2 separate regions of the Rattus norvegicus genome follow, and region 2 is linked to region 1. A link is a contact called in public Hi-C data. All regions are on one chromosome and are shown on one strand. The core of a region is the stretch at or near the end of the contact, and the rest is flanking DNA. Distances in the headings are between cores, read along the strand shown.

Region 1 (7,955 bases), core at 1,393-3,892:
TTCTCTGTCCCCTTTGTTCAGTGTTTGAGCTAATGTCATCCCTGTTGCATCCTATGAGCTGCTTGCTTTCCTGGCATCTGGAACTTTTGGGGCTAACACCAATTTCCCGTACCCCCTTCCTACACACCTCTGTTCCCTTTCCTGACCCTTTGTCCATCTCCACCCCCTGTCTCCTCCCACACTTGATCCTGTCCCCTCCCCCCCTTTCTTCCTTCCAAGTTCCTCCCACCCTTTACCTCCTGGTGATCATTTAGTCTCTGCTTCTAAGAGGTATCCACACTTTGGTCTTTCTTCTTGAGTTTCATATGGTCTGTGAGTTGTATCCTGGGTATTCTGAGAGCTTTTGAGAAATATCCACTTTCCAGTGAGTACATACTGTGGCTATTCTTTTGTGACTGGGTTACCTCACTCGGGATATTTTCTAGTTCCATCCATTTATCTGTGAAGTTCATGAAGTCATTATTTTTAATAGCTGAGTAGTTTCCATTGTGTAAGTGTACTACATTTTCTGTGTCCATCCCTCTGTTAAGGAACATCTGGATTCTTTCCAGCTTCTGGCTATTATAAATAAGACAGCTATGAACATAATTTCTCCTATCTAAAGGAAGTACAGGGGCAAAGAGTGGAGCAGAGACTGAAGAAAAGGCCATCTAGAGACTGCCCCACCTGGGGATCCATCCCATATGCTGCCACCAAACCCAGACAGGATTGCTAATGCCAAGAAGTGCTTGCTGCTAGCAGCCTGCTATAGCTGTCCCCTGAGAGGCTCTGCCAGAGCCTGACCAATAAAGACGCAGATGCTTGCAGCCAACCATTGGACTAAGCACAGGGACCCCAGTGGGGGAGTTAGGGGAAGGACTGAAGAAACTGAAGGGGTTTGCAAACCCATAGGAAGAACAACAATATCTACCAACCAGATACCCCAGAGCTCCCAGGGACTAAACCACCAACCAAAGAGTACATACACATGGAGAAACCCATAGTTCCAGTTGCATATGTAGCAGAGGATGGCCTTATCTGGCATCAATGGGAGAGAAGCTCCCTTGGTCCTGTGAAGGCTTGGTGCCCCAGTGTAGGGTAATGCTAGGGCAGTGAGGGAGGAGTGGGGAACTGGGGGTGGGGGGAGGAACGCCCTCATAGAAGCAGGGTGGAGGGGGACAGGACAGGGAGTTTAGGGGATTTGTGGAGGGGAAACTGGGAACAGTTTGAAATGTAAATAAAGAAAATAACCGAAACAGGGGAGGGGGATAGAATGTGTCAAGAGAAAATAACCAGAGTCAAATATTAACAGAAGAAAAATTGTTGTGGATAGTTTAAATAAAGTTAAATAAATGAATTGTTGTGAACAATTTAAACATGAATGTAGGCTATTGCCATGAACTATCAGGGCTACTTCACTTAATTAACTGGTACTTGGAGCCTCAGGCTCTCCTCTCCTCCAACTATGTTATATTAGTTAGGGCTTTCTAGAGAGACAGACTGATTGAATAATTGTGTGTGTGTGTGTGTGTGTGTGTGTGTGTGTGTGTGTGTGTGTGTGTGTGTGTAAATAGGGTTTTTTTTGAATGGGTAATAGGTTATGGTCTATTCCAAAAATGGCTGTCTCCCACTGTAAAGTCCAAGAGTATAGTAGCTGTTCAATTCAGGTTGGATGTCTTAGGAAGTCTTCAGTCGATGCCGGAATCCAGAAGAACTAGGTTTTTTTTGTTTGTTTGTTTTGTTTTGTTTTGTATTTTATTAACTTGAGTATTTCTTATATACATTTCGAGTGTTATTCCCTTTCCCGGTTTCCGGGCCAACATCCCCCTAACCTCTCCCCTTCCCCTTCTTTATGGGTGTTCCCCTCCCCATCCTCCCCCCATTGCCGCCCTCCCCCCAACAATCACGTTCACTGGGGATTCAGTCTTAGCAGGACCCAGGGCTTCCCCTTCCACTGGTGCTCTTACTAGGATATTCATTGCTACCTATGAGGTCAGAGTCCAGGGTCAGTCCATGTATAGTCTTTATGTAGTGGCTTAGTCCCTGGAAGCTCTGGTTGCTTGGCATTGTTGTACATATGGGGTCTCGAGCCCCTTCAAGCTCTTCCAGTTCTTTCTCTGATTCCAGAAGAACTAGGTTTAATGCCAGTGAAGGAATGAACTTGCTAAGGAGAGCAAGGGTAAGCTGGCAAAGAGCATAATCATCTCTCTTTTTCTTTACTTAGGCTTCACAAAGGGGCAGATTAAACGTGGGTCTTCTGATCTCAGTGATATGGATTTAAGAATGATGTTATTTAAGATAAGACCTCGTTGTAGTTTCAAACTAATAATCACTCTCTCCAATCTCTCAAGCAGGACAGATTTCATCAATTTATGTGTAAAACTAAACTCTTGGTTTCCTTCCTTCCTAAACTAGCATTACTTTATTGGTACAAGAAGGCTTTCTAGAAAGAGCCAGAACAGGAGAAATTTTGTTCAAGGCTTGAGCCCCACCCAGAAGGAGGGAGAGGCCGGAGTGGTTGGGAGGGCCCACAAGGCGCACGCGCGGCCATTGTCATCAGCCCGCCCCGGCGGGACCACGAGTGCACATGCGCAGTGCGCGGCCTGTCCGCCTCTCTGCGCTGTCAATAAAGTTATAGCGAACAAGCCCTCCTTTCCCCCGGCAAGATGGCGGAGTACGACTTGACTACTCGCATCGCGCATTTTCTGGATCGACACCTGGTCTTTCCGCTTCTTGAGTTTCTCTCTGTGAAAGAGGTGAGGAAGCTTTGAGAAGGAGGACGGCGTAGGAACGAGAGAGGCGCCTAGAGAAGCAGGGAGGTGGCGGCAGGGCCTACACACGTGCGAGCCGGAAGCCGGCTTGAGCCGGCCTGACACCAGCTGGGCCCGGTAGCTTCTCGCTTACTGTATCGCAGTTGGGGTGCTCAGGGCGGTGGGACTCAACTGTGCCTTCGGAGGAGTGAGGTGATAGCGCCGGGTTCTGACGATGCCGAGGTATTTACTTCCTGGCCTGAGGTGCAGGATCCTGGTGTCGGCCTGGTCTGTACTCGCCTGAAGCTGCGGTGGCTGTGCCGGAGGAGCGCTGGAGCTTTTGGCTCCTCACGGATCCTGTTGGAAGTTTCATTTTTCTTTTTAGAAACCGAGTCAGTGTCCTTGGATTGGGGTTGTGCTCAGAATCCCATAACAAGATTCTCTTACACTTAAAAAGTAGTATCTGGCACTCTTAATTTCCTTGAAATTGAGGATGCTTTGCTGTGAATTTCCGGGACTTTGATATTTACTTCGTAGAAATGGAGCGTACGTTGTCAGATGAGGGTGAAGACGAAGAATAACCCACAGTCCCACGAGCTGCAATGTAAACTTTGTTTCCTAGTGTTGATGTTTAGACTTAACGTAGTGTGATTCAGTCGTTAATGTTCTATGAGATATCCTCACTAAGTATGTAGTTTGGGGACTTAATACGTTTCAACTCTAAATTTAGGACATTGGGGGTTCTGAGAAATATTGAATTAGAAATATTAGACCTAACTATATAGTGACTTTACGGGGAAATTGATGCATTTTACTAATTACAGTAAGTAAAATGTAAGGCTAGAATTTTGTCTAGAAGAGTTAATGAATTCTGTTTTCTGGACACAGATTATAACTAGAGAACTGTAGATTCAGGGAACAGATATTTTTGTGTCACTGGCAGTTTTCTAAAAAGTGTGGTAAAACTGTTTTGATGACATATATAAGCTTCCAGATAGCTATGGTTTATATGATAGGTATAATATTTATATTCATAAGAAACTTTCTAAACAAGCGTATTGTCACTAGGGAAGAGCGAAATCAATTTTAAGTAAGTGCTGAAAAATGCCTTGACAGGTGAGACTTGAGCTTGATGGATATATTCTTTTTGCATTGAATTTTTCAGTCTATACACTAGAGATAAAAGTTCTGTCTGTCTTTTGTTTCATTTTCTGGGTAAACCAGGGTCCTTTAGCAAAGGTACATGAGAAATATATATATTGAAATCCTTCGCCTTGCTAGTGTAGCAGATATTTTGAATCTGCCTGAACTTCATATTCTTGTGGGGTTTTTTTTAATGCATTTATGTTTTTAAGGCAAACAGGGAGGAATGTGTAAGTGTAGATTGTTTATTCGTAGGCAAATTATAACTGATACTTAGTGGAAACACCAGGTAGGATGTTATTAAGATGTCTTTAATACTTCAAGAGGAAGATGGTTCCTAAATATCCAAGCTAAAACTCCGTCATCTCACTTTTTTCGTATGATGTGTCTGTAAGGTAACAGTGGTACATAGGGGACAAGTATTGACCAAGTACTGTTAAAATCCAAGAATTTCTTTTATCTTTAATGGGCAAAAAGGACTTTGGGAAGGGGGATTGAGTCCTGAATGCCAGGCAACTGGAACAGAGGCAGGGATCATATGTTTGCCAATAGGTACACATTTGTAATCTACTGGAGGATATGAGTTCCAGGAGAGTAACAGCTGGCTTCTAACCTAGGTGCTCCTTAAAAAGGCTTTTGACATTCATGGAATAGTTGAATGAATTATGTATTTGCATGCCACAGTTTATTATGTGAAGTGTCAGGTTAGATGGTGCCAAGATAAGAATTTGAATTTGGACATGGGTTAAGGTCCTTGCCCTGTCTTAATTCCTCTGCACTTCAGAAGGTTTGTTTTATTTTGTTTTTGTTTTTCTATTTTTCTGTTTTAACCAACTTCTTAGTCATTCTGCCTCTCAGTGTAAGCTCTGTTCATGTGATAGATTTGTTTGACTTTTGTGAAGGTTGTTTTTCTTTTAAGATAAGATCTTGCTTGCCGGGCTTTGAACCACTTACCAGCCTGTCAGTCTCCCAATTGCTAAATTTACAAAAGTATATCACCATATCCAACTTCTTTTTTCTTCATAGAAATTTGCCAATAGGGATGTATACTTGCTTAATGCTAGGGATTGAACCCCAATCTCTTCATGTAACTGACAGGCTGTCTTCCACTGTGATCTATATTCTAAGCTCTGTTTTTAGAAACAGTTTCCCTGTGTAGCCCTAGTGGTCTAGAACTCCCAACTCCAGAGGTCCTCCTGAGTGTTGGTATTATAAGTATATATCAGTGCCCCTGGCTTCATGAACTAATTCGTGTCATCTTGCCCTCCTACTGCTCTGTGAAAGTCACTCACCTTAATGGCAGTTTATTCAGTGCTGATGGTATTGTACCAGTTTGTCTATCCATTCTAGTATTAAACAACTGTGTATAAACATTTTTAGGAATATACTTTTATACTTTAATATAAGCACTTTTAGGAATATACTTTTAAATAGATTAATCTTGTTCTGATATTTTGCACAGTTTGTGAGTCAAAGCATGATGACTTCAGGAGGTAGAAATATTTTTTCTTAAGTGACTATTCTTGCCAGTAGGATTTGAATATTCCATTTAGTCTGCATTCACATTAATACTGATACTCTCAGGCTTTTTGTTTTGTTTTTATCATAGTTTTTATATGCACTTCCTTTTGATTAATGAAGTTGAGATTTTTTTTGTTCATTTGATTATCTTGTTCTGTTAGTGACTATTAAGGTGTTTTAGCCATTTCAGTTAGATTAATTGTTCTTTATTACTGTTTTGTTGGAGTTTTGTACACATTTTGAAACATTCAGTTTTGAATCTGTGTTACATAGTTGTGGATTCTTTCGCGATCTTTCCTTTGCAAGATTAAACTCAGAAAATGAGTCTTTGACTAAGTATCTCTCAGATTCCTTACATATTCTCAAGTAGCCTTTATGTTTGTGTAAGTCTGTATGTATAATTTATTTCTTGTGAGTTAATATGTGTTTCCAGAATCCTTTGCAAAGCAAAAACTTGTCATGAGGTTGTTGACTTAAAAAATTGGTGCTAGTTTAAACTTAGAGGTACAGATGGGGAAGCATTCAAACGATTGCAACTCTTAAATGAGAAGTAAAGATAAAGGTCACATCAAGGAGTGGTGGGTAGCCGTCATGGGGATGCAAAGGACAGTAAAGAGGTAAAACATTTAAGAGCCTATCCCTGATTACCTGGACATGGAGAAGAAGCAAGGACGCTTGCTTTGTAGTGGAGAAGCTATGGAGACTTTTGTATATTGCGTAACTTTTCTAGAATGAATAAAAGATTGCTTGATAAAACAGTAATTGAGATCAGAAGTCAGTGGGAATGAAGTACATTTCCAAATCTTTGGGGAGACAGGATATTTTGTGTGAATTGGGTGCTTCCTCTATTGGTTGCTTTTCTTTTTACAAAATGTTTAGCGTGCGTGCGTGCCTGTGTGCCTGTCTGTCTGTCTGTGAGTGTGTCTGTATATGGACAAACTCACACAGGTTATACTGGTGGTGACTCTGACTTTATATACACTAAGCCAGGATTCTGCTACTGACCTGTATATCTAGCCCTATGATGCATTTTTAAGTAAAAATTGTGAGAGGTGGGGGCTCTAGGGTGCACTAGCTCCACAGCACACATGTGTGGAGGTCAGAGAACAAAGGATAACTTTATGAAGTCATTTCTCTTCATCTTTGTGTGACGTTCAGGGATTGAAAACTGCTCTCCTGACTTACATGCTCAGCAAGTACTTTACCTGCTGAACCAACTCACCAACCCATATACAAACACATTTTCAAAATAGTTGCATGAAGTATGTTTTTTTAATAAACTGAAGAACTTAAATATAACGTTAAAATTATACGTTATATTTATATAACGTATTATATATAACATATTATATAACGTAAGGGTTTTTTTCCTTGCAGATTTATAATGAGAAAGAATTATTACAAGGAAAATTGGATCTTCTTAGTGATACCAATATGGTGGACTTTGCTATGGATGTTTACAAAAACCTTTATTCCGATGATATTCCCCATGGTAAGTTTTAATGTTACAACTAAAGCTTGACAATAGCTGAAAATGTATGTTTTATGTGATACATGAGAGAACTATAGCCAAAAAGTTTAATGATCAAGTTCTTCAAGTTGTTGGGTGAAAAGGAATAGGAAGATTACAAGGATGCTAAGGGGTGGTTTCTCCTAGTGAAAGATGTGAATCTACTTTAAACATGTTGATTAAATACCTTCAGATCATAGTGTGTGCCATCAAAGTTGTACTTCATATAAAAGTTGTATTAAAGCTGTACTCTGTGTAACAGTTGTATTAAACTATCAAAGTTGTATTCTATAGGCTGTCTACTTAAGATTTTCTCATGCTGCTGCAGTTCTTTGGTCTTGAGACTTCTCAGGGTGTGGTCTCTAAGACTAGCATCACCAGTTCCCTTGGAAGAATTCCTTAAAAAACTTGGATTTTACATACAATCCAGAAGTGTTTGATTAGAAACTGCTGAGGCCCTACAGTGAAGTTAGGGAACTATTAAGAGAATGGTTTCCAAACTGGTTCAGTACAGTAGATAATTCTTGACAATGAAAAGAACAGAAAAATGATCCCTTAAGTGTTATGGGCCGAACATTGTGGTATACACCTCTAATCCCAATACCCTAGAGGCATAGGCAGGTGATTTTCTGTAAGTTTAAGAGTAGCCTGGTCAATATAGCAAGTCCCAAACCTACCACAGTTATGTAGTACCATGCCTCAAAAAATACTGTAGCTCATCCCTACCCCATCCCCACCAATCCCCCTTCCCTCCCCTTCCCCTGTGCCTGGAACAAATTCTGGCTACAGCAGAGTGTTCTGTGTTTAAAATTGCTGTTTTTCAGATTTTGATATCAGGTTCTCCCACCCACCAACCCCCCCTTTTTTGGACATGAACTTGGAAGAGTTGTTTTGTTTTGTTTTTGATTATTAACATATGTCTTAAGCACAGAGGTGGCTCATAGAGTAAAGCAATGACCTGAATTTGCTCCCTGGAACCTACAATAGAAGAGAGAAACAACCCTATCTGCTCACACAGATAATCCCCATCATTCACACAGAAATAACTATAT
Region 2 (7,955 bases), core at 2,872-5,371, 210 kb before region 1:
ACTTTTCTTTTTAAGCTGTTCCCCAAAGGCAGTACACTCTTCAAATCCAAGCTCACTTTATTACATACTATATATGTAATCTATTCACCACTCTCTGTACCTGCTATTAACTACTGTCTTTCTACACGGGGTAATATCAATAAAAGAGGTTACAAGGGGCTATCCTGTTCATCTTTCCCTAAAGACTAAGTCTCACTGTGCCAAGACACCTGGACCTCGAGAGATAAGGAAATAGCCTGCCTCCTACTCTGCTTCGTTTATACGAAACACCTTTCTCCTGTATTTCCTCCATTCCAATACACATTCTCAAAGACCACTTATAGACTCAGGTATATGAATCAGTATATATCTTTTAGCAATTATTCATAGTATCACAAATTTGGATCACCAAATCACAGTTACAGGACAATGAAATTGCCTTAGCTCTTAATGGATGGGGTGGGTACTAAATTTGAAGGCAAAAAGTAAGTTATTTAAGTGTACAGAAAATTCAGTAGAAGTGTTCTCCCAATTATGTATGGCAGTGACCTAGTGAGGTATGAAGTCAATCTAGTGCATTCCAGCACTTGGCAGCAAATGGATGCAGAGAACTTATTAAAAGAACAGTGTGAAAAGAATGAAGTAAACCTAGGGGAATTCTATTAAGAAGCAAAAGCGAGGGGCTGGGGAGAAAGACAGTGCTTGCTGCAGAAGGATGGATAAAGACCTCAGTTCCAATCCCTAGAACCCTTGCAAAAATATGAACATGGTGACACCCCCCTAAGTTATGGGAACACAGGTGGATCCTGGAGACCCACTGGCCCATCAGTCCAGCCAATCAGTGAGCTCAAGATGTAGTGAGACAAGCTGTTTTGAAAACTTAAGTAGAATCCAATAGACAAACACCCAGCAGGAACTTATGGTATCTACATGCATACACACATATATCATACACACATATACATACAAAAAGATACAAAATCAAAATCTTGCATAGAGGGCATTACCTGTAATGGCAAGTATAACAGAAATGTATAAAATATAAACATTTGAATTGGCAAAGTGTCTTCCTAAAGACCTTAAAGAAAAAGTAAGACATAGAAACCAAACTGTTGATACATATACAACACAGTCCCTGCTCCTCAGGCTCAGAGAAAATCCTGGAAAGGGGACAGGAAAGGTAAGAGTCAGCAGATCATAATGTCAGCTGTAAGACTGTATCTTCTAGATATGAGAAGCTGCATCCAGGAAATGTCACAACTGTGGTTTCTTAAGGGATGAAGTAAAAAAGAGGAATACAAACAAAATTCTCTGTAACATTTTTAAAAACTCATTTCATGTCTATTATATGCTAGGCACTGCCCAAGGCACGCTATCGAGCCATGCCTACACACATATCTCAAGAAACTTCGCTATTTTCCTTACGAGTCTAAATTCTCTTTCCTGCCTCCAATTTTTAAATATATTTTACATAACAAATGCTTTCAACAGGTCTTACAAAGTAGTCTTTCATTCTATTCATTAATATCATTTGAGACTTAAAAGAGTGTTAAACTTACTAAAGTCTTTTATATATACATTCCTATTACAAGAATTACAGGGGCTAAGTAGCTAAGAGCTCTTGTGGGGTAAGAGTCCTTGCTTAGCAAGCATAAGAACCTGAGTTGAATCCTTTGCAAAACATAAAAAAGGCCTGCTTGGCTCTAACCCCAGCACTAGGAAGGGGTTTGGGGAGGAGATATTGGTCACTGGGGGTTGCTGTCTAGTAGCCTGGCTTCAGGTTCAGTGAGAAACCCTGCCTCAAATAAATAAGGTAGAGAATGTACAGCAAGACACAGCTTCCTCTTCTGGCCTCTTTGTGCCTATGCATACCTACACTCTCATGTATGACATGTAACAAACACTACACAGAGACACAGACATTTACACAAACACACAGACACACCCATACATACACACACTATAGTGTTCTTTGGACCCATTTATGATGGCGATGGAGTTCTTCAGGATACAGCTGGCACTGTCCACCACATCTAAACAAAACTCCTAAGACAGGTTTTCAGGAAAATTAAGACTTCAGTTTACAAAAATAAGGAAACCGTGTTCTAGCCACTGAAGTGCCTAGACTAGAAAGCAAGAAAAGAGCGTGGACAACTTAGTGTTGGTTATTAATACTTTCAATAGTTCAATAATCAATAATTCAAGTTTCTTCCCTGTGTCAAGCACTAGTTACATAACAGTGAGCACAGTTGGCCTAGTTTCTTTCATTCTAACACAGAAAAAAATTTGAGGTAACATAAGCAAGAAAGTACTTCAATAGTAAGAAAACACATGATCCAGGAGCAGGTTTTGTTCAATTCAGTTGCTTGGGGTTTTCATTTTCTTGTTTTCCCTCTTTCCTTCTTTTGTAAATATGGTGGCAGGGGTAAGAAGATGCATGCTTAAGGGTCCTGCAATACGTAACTTTAGAGCATGATCCTGAGAGGCTAACATTTAAGAGTGAGGAAGGAGTGAGACTGTGAGGAGAGAACACTGTTGGTGGAAGGAATTGCTTGTGCTCCTAAGACAATTGCCTGACAATTTAGGCAATCTAGACAAGACAAGCTGAGCCAGCTCACAGAGTTGGCACCGGCAGTGGCTCTAGACAGATCTTTCAGCAGAGTGACATAATACTATCACCCAACAACAAAATCTTTTCGCTCAGGTTAAGAGCTTATCGACCACTTTAAAATAATTTCTTCTTTCATTGCTCAACAAATTTGCACAGCAGTAACTATTCGAAATCTAGTGATATCACTACACTTTAGAATGCCCACAGGAAAGGACGAAGCTATACAGAATGATTTTGTTTGCCAGCAGTGACATAATCCTTGTCCCTTGATTGTACACATTAATAGACCTTAAAAGCTATCCTTTACACACCGTCATAATATCACTTTTCAACAATCATGAAGTATTTATAACATTTAAAACACCCACTAACCTATCAACTTTACCACTGAAGAGTACGTGCTGACACGTACCTTTTAAAAATGAATTGACAGATTTGTTGTTCCATTAAACTATAAACTCTTTGAAGGTTGGAGCTGTGTATTACTTAACATACAGAAGAACTAGCACTTATATTTCTCTATCAATATAAAATCTTTTGCTCCTTAAAGTATTTCAGACACTTACTCACGATCAAACAATTCACGAAAATTTCACAAAAAAAAAAAAAAATCCCACAAAAGCATACAGTGGGCAAATTAGCTACTCCAATACACTGTACTGTGTCAACTTTTGGGAATATGGACTGTCCATGGACAGAAATTGCATGTTTTTAAAAAACTCATTTATTTTCTTAAGTATGACTCCCACCAACGTTTTTTGAAAGAGGTAACAGTTCACACAGAACTGATCCAAGATTTGAATATTTTATTTAAAGACTCTCCACTCTTGGTCAATCAGACAGGAAAAGTCGATCATATGTGAATCAAATTAACCAGTTACATTCTCCTTCAGTAAATGAATTGGCAGAAAGTAAGTAGGAAGCTATGCTGTGTGTGCTTTAAGTAGGTTTGACCAATGAATTTAAAAGGGGAAGGCATTCGAAACCCAGTTCTGAAAAGAGAACAAAATAGAAAGTGCATATTGAACCACATTTGTTTATGGATCTCCCACACACCTTGTCTATACAATTTACAAACACTTAGCACAGGCCTCACTGGACCTATCTCTTGGTTTCAAACAAGAGTCAACACACAAATCCCGCCTCAACCACGCCTCCCAGAAACCACATGCTGTGTGACAGTCGCAACCCCGTGTTCCTCTCGCCTCTTAAACAGAAGATGACAGAACCGGTGCACAGAGAGGCAGGTGGGACGGTGTACGGACCGGCAAAAGCGACAGGGTACGTCGCAGACCGTGGCTGGGCCCAGGAAGGAACCAGCCCCAGTCTCCACTAGGTTCAACCAGTTCAGGGAGAGCTGCCCGGCCGAGGACACAACGGGGCACGAATCTCTCCGGGGACTCTGGGTACTTCTGAACCATATCCCAGGGCTTTGGGTCTTCCTGCACCCTCCCCGCCCAACATTACCTTCCCAAGTCACATCGTAACGCTCAGTGACCTTCGCCATCTTCCTAGAACCTAGAGGCAGCGGGGAGAGAGGGCGGGGAGACGCAGCACGTCACCCGCTACCGGGCAATGGCAAATGACGAAACCATTTTTTATTGGTCGATAGAAGGGAATGGGCGGAATCTTCCTCCCATTTCTACAGCTCTTACGGGAAAGAGGGAGGAGCCGAAGGGACGAGGCCGGGGGCGGAGTCTGAGGGCGGGGCCAGCGGTGAGCTGCGGGAGCTGCTGAGTAAGGAGTCTGTGACACAACTAATCTTAGTTGGGCTGAGGTAACTTAATCTTTTTCCTGAGATTTTATCAAATGTGATGCCGACTCAGGGTTTTCATTTTCCTTTACACAGGTATATTCATTCTATCATAGTCCTTAGTCTGTACTTTATCTTCAGAGACCCCTGAAACTCAACGTTTTAGTCAAATATTTGCCCACTCCCAACTTTCCTCTATACATCATGAAAGTGGCTTTCTGTGGTCTTTTAATGTTCAGCTAAATAGAACAACAAAGTTTTGTGAAAGATTTGAAGGAGCAACTGTTATTCTCCATTTCCATTATCATGTCCCCAGAGCCAAGGAATTTTATGTTCTCAAGACAGCTCGGCTGCAGACCTGCATCCATAGTTAATATCTGTCTTATATTTAATTTCATTATCCTTTCAGATGCAAGTCTAGATTGAAATCTCCATAAGAGCAGCCAATGTGTAAGTACGTATAAAGAACGAATAAAGAATAAAGACACTTCAGCGCCTAAACTTTGCTTCTGTTCACTCATCTGGGGAGAACTTCCCACCAAAAACTTACTTTGAAGAAAGACTGGCTCAAAGGTGAAATGGCTGAATTGCACATCCCCAACAATGTGTTTAGTATTTCTAATGAGTATTTTACTGTGTAAACAGAGGATTTGTAAGCTGGGGATGTATGAAAATATGACAGATCACCCATAGTTAGGGGTTAGTGAAGAAGAGGCAATAGAGTTGAGACTGAGAGACCTATATCCCACAGCCTAGCTGTTGAAGGGTTTTTGTTTCTTTGTTTTCCATATCCTTAATGAGATATCATTGACAAAAGGATAGATAGATAGATAGATAGATAGATAGATAGATAGATATAGATAGATATACAGTGTATAGCTTAATGATTTGAAATTATTACCCCAAATAATTAACTTATCCATCTCCTAAATAGTTACCATGTTGGAAGGTAGAAAACACCTAATAGCTTTTTATCAAAATACCAAATATATGATGCGATACTGTTGTTGACTAAAATCTCCATCTAAACAAAAATGTACGTCTTTGATCAGCATCTTTCCATTACCCACTCTTGGCAATTTTTAAGTGAGGCAGGGGAAGGGAAGAACTTGTTGCTATCTGCCAGCAATGAGCCTGAAAGGACAGAAAAGGAAACTTATAAACCTGGGTTAGATTCTGAATTATTTTCTCCTCTGACTAAGCAGACTTAAAAAATTATTTCATTCAAAAAATTTAAATGCTTCAGTCAAATTCATATTCGTGTTCTGATAAGACAGTGCTGTGTAGAATATTGCCCCATACTGTTTCTCTTTCTTGCTTTCTGTCCCTCCCTCTCTCTATTTATATATCTCTAGCAATCTATCTCTATGTCTATCCCCATCTCTCCTTTCCCCCTTTCTTTCTCTTTTCTTACACCAATTCCTGTTACTTTTCCATCTCTCAAAGCTCAAAGGCAGACCTACTTTACAACTTACCTCTTCATTTTAGTCTTCCATTAGCCAAATGTCCCACATGCCCCTCCCCTCATTTTTGCATTTACTGAATTACTCTAAGTCCTCTGTGGGCCCCTCTCCTCTACTTCCCATGTAACAATCCAATACTTATCACTAGTCACACTGCGATTGGTCCCTTTGCCTCCCTTCCACCCATACTAACATATCGGAGTACACGGTGCTTCCCACTTCAAGAACTATTATTTAATGTGCATATTTTATAGGCAATTTCTTTCTAATATTATCTACTGTTATTAAAATGGGTTAACTACTGAATAGTGACTTGTCATAGGCAATACTCAACCCTCAGGAGCAGCGTTAAGATTGAGCCTGGTGCCTGGAACACTAATCTAACACAGCACTGCATCACAGACGACCTCCAGTCCTAACCAACAATCTGACCCCAGATAGTCATATCCCAAAAGATAAACCTAAGAAACAAGAAAATTTAAGAAAACTTGATGCCATCAAAAGTTACCAACCTCATTTAGATGTCCTCTAGCAAAAACGACTAACATAGAAGTTCATATATAGGATTTTAAAAGTGATTTTAAGTGCATGATGACAGGAACCGGATATAAATGTCTCCTGAGAGACACAGCCAGAGCATGTCAAATACAGAGGCAAATGCTAGCAGCAAACCACTGAACTGAGAATGGGACCCCCTTTGGAGGAATTAGAGAAATGATTGAAAGAGCTGAAGGGGCTTGCAACCCCATATTAACAACAATGCTCCCAGGATAGATGGGGAGGGGAACACCCTTATAGAAGAAGGGAGTTCGGGGATGGGATGGGGGCTTATGTCTGGGAAACCCGGAAAGGAAATAACTTTTGAAATGTAAATTTAAAAATCCCATAAAAAATTGTAAAAAATTTAAATCTGTTACAACTCAAAATGAATTCGAGAATTATCCCAGAGGATACAGACAGCAAAATGAAATAAGGAAGTTCATCCATGTTGTTGAAACAGAATTTAGCAAGCAGATAAAATACTGGAAAAAATAAATACAGAATGATAATGGAAGTGAAAAATAAAATAGGTCAAATAAAATGTTAAGTGGATATCCTCACCAACTGAATGGATGTTATTGAAGATAAAATATAATGTCTGAAGATATGAAAAGAAAAATAAAGTCTTGGGTGAGTCAGTCTAAGTTGATGATAATTTTTGAATGAATGAACAGAAGATGTTAAAAACTATAGCAGTAGTTACATATTCTAAATATCCAAGAATAAGTATTCCATGCCAATGTCATAAAAATTTTAATGAAATCGTGGAAGATATTTTTTCAAATATAGTGAAAGGAAGCCTATCCAGATATAAGAGGCATGCATACAGAACAGCAAAGAAGCCTAAATCTACAGAATAGATACTACACTGAAAATGCAAAAGAGAAGAGCCAAGACACATAGATAACCAGGCTGGTAAGAAAAACTGCCAACATTTCAATCCATCAACTAAAGAAGGGTTGAAATCTAATGACATGATCATGTGTTTTTTTTTTCCTTTGAGTTTGTTTACATAGTGGATTTTGTTGATGGATTTCCCTATGTTAACCATCCCTGCATCTCTTGGATGAAGCCTACTGGATCATGATGGATGATGGTTTCGATGTGTTCTTGGATTCAGTTTGCAAGAATTTTATTGAATATTTTGGGTTCCTCAGAAAATTGGACATATTTCTACCTGAGGACCCAGCTATACCACTCCTGAACATATACCCAAATGATGCTCCAACATACAACAAAGACACATGCTCCACTACGTTGAAAGCAGCCTTATTTATAATAGCCAGAAGCTGGAAAGAACCCAGATGTCCTTCAACAGAGGAATGGATACAGAAAATGTGGTATATCTACACAGTGGAGTACTACTCAGCTATCAAAAACAATGACTTCATGAAATTCATAGGCAAATGGATAGAACTAGAAAAATAGCATACTGAGTGGGATAACCCAATCACACACAAAAAAAAAAATAACACATGGTATATACTCACTGATAAGTGGATATTAGCCTAAAAGCTCGAATTACCCAAGATACAATCCACCAACCACATGAAGCTCAAGAAGAAGGATGACCAAAGTGCAGATGCTTCAGTCCTTCTTAAAAGGGGGA

The links. A called contact is a pair of places that touch in the nucleus more often than the background predicts.
Region 2: a Hi-C map of mammary epithelial cells shows a contact between it and region 1, with 2.3 times the contacts expected there. The contact joins the promoter of Emc2 here to the promoter of Eif3e in region 1. A contact is called at or near these places in 2 of 12 Hi-C or Micro-C datasets (frontal cortex and mammary epithelial cells).

What each region holds. Positions count from the first base shown.
Region 1 is chr7:76,251,887-76,259,841 of GRCr8, reverse strand. It overlaps Eif3e (eukaryotic translation initiation factor 3 subunit E), which reads left to right and starts at 2,642. Exons shown (of 13, transcript NM_001011990.1): 1 at 2,642-2,735; 2 at 6,771-6,885. The coding sequence starts at 2,646.
Region 2 is chr7:76,468,065-76,476,019 of GRCr8, reverse strand. Emc2 (ER membrane protein complex subunit 2) reads right to left here and starts at 4,121. Exons shown (of 11, transcript NM_001113785.1): 1 at 4,058-4,121. The coding sequence starts at 4,097.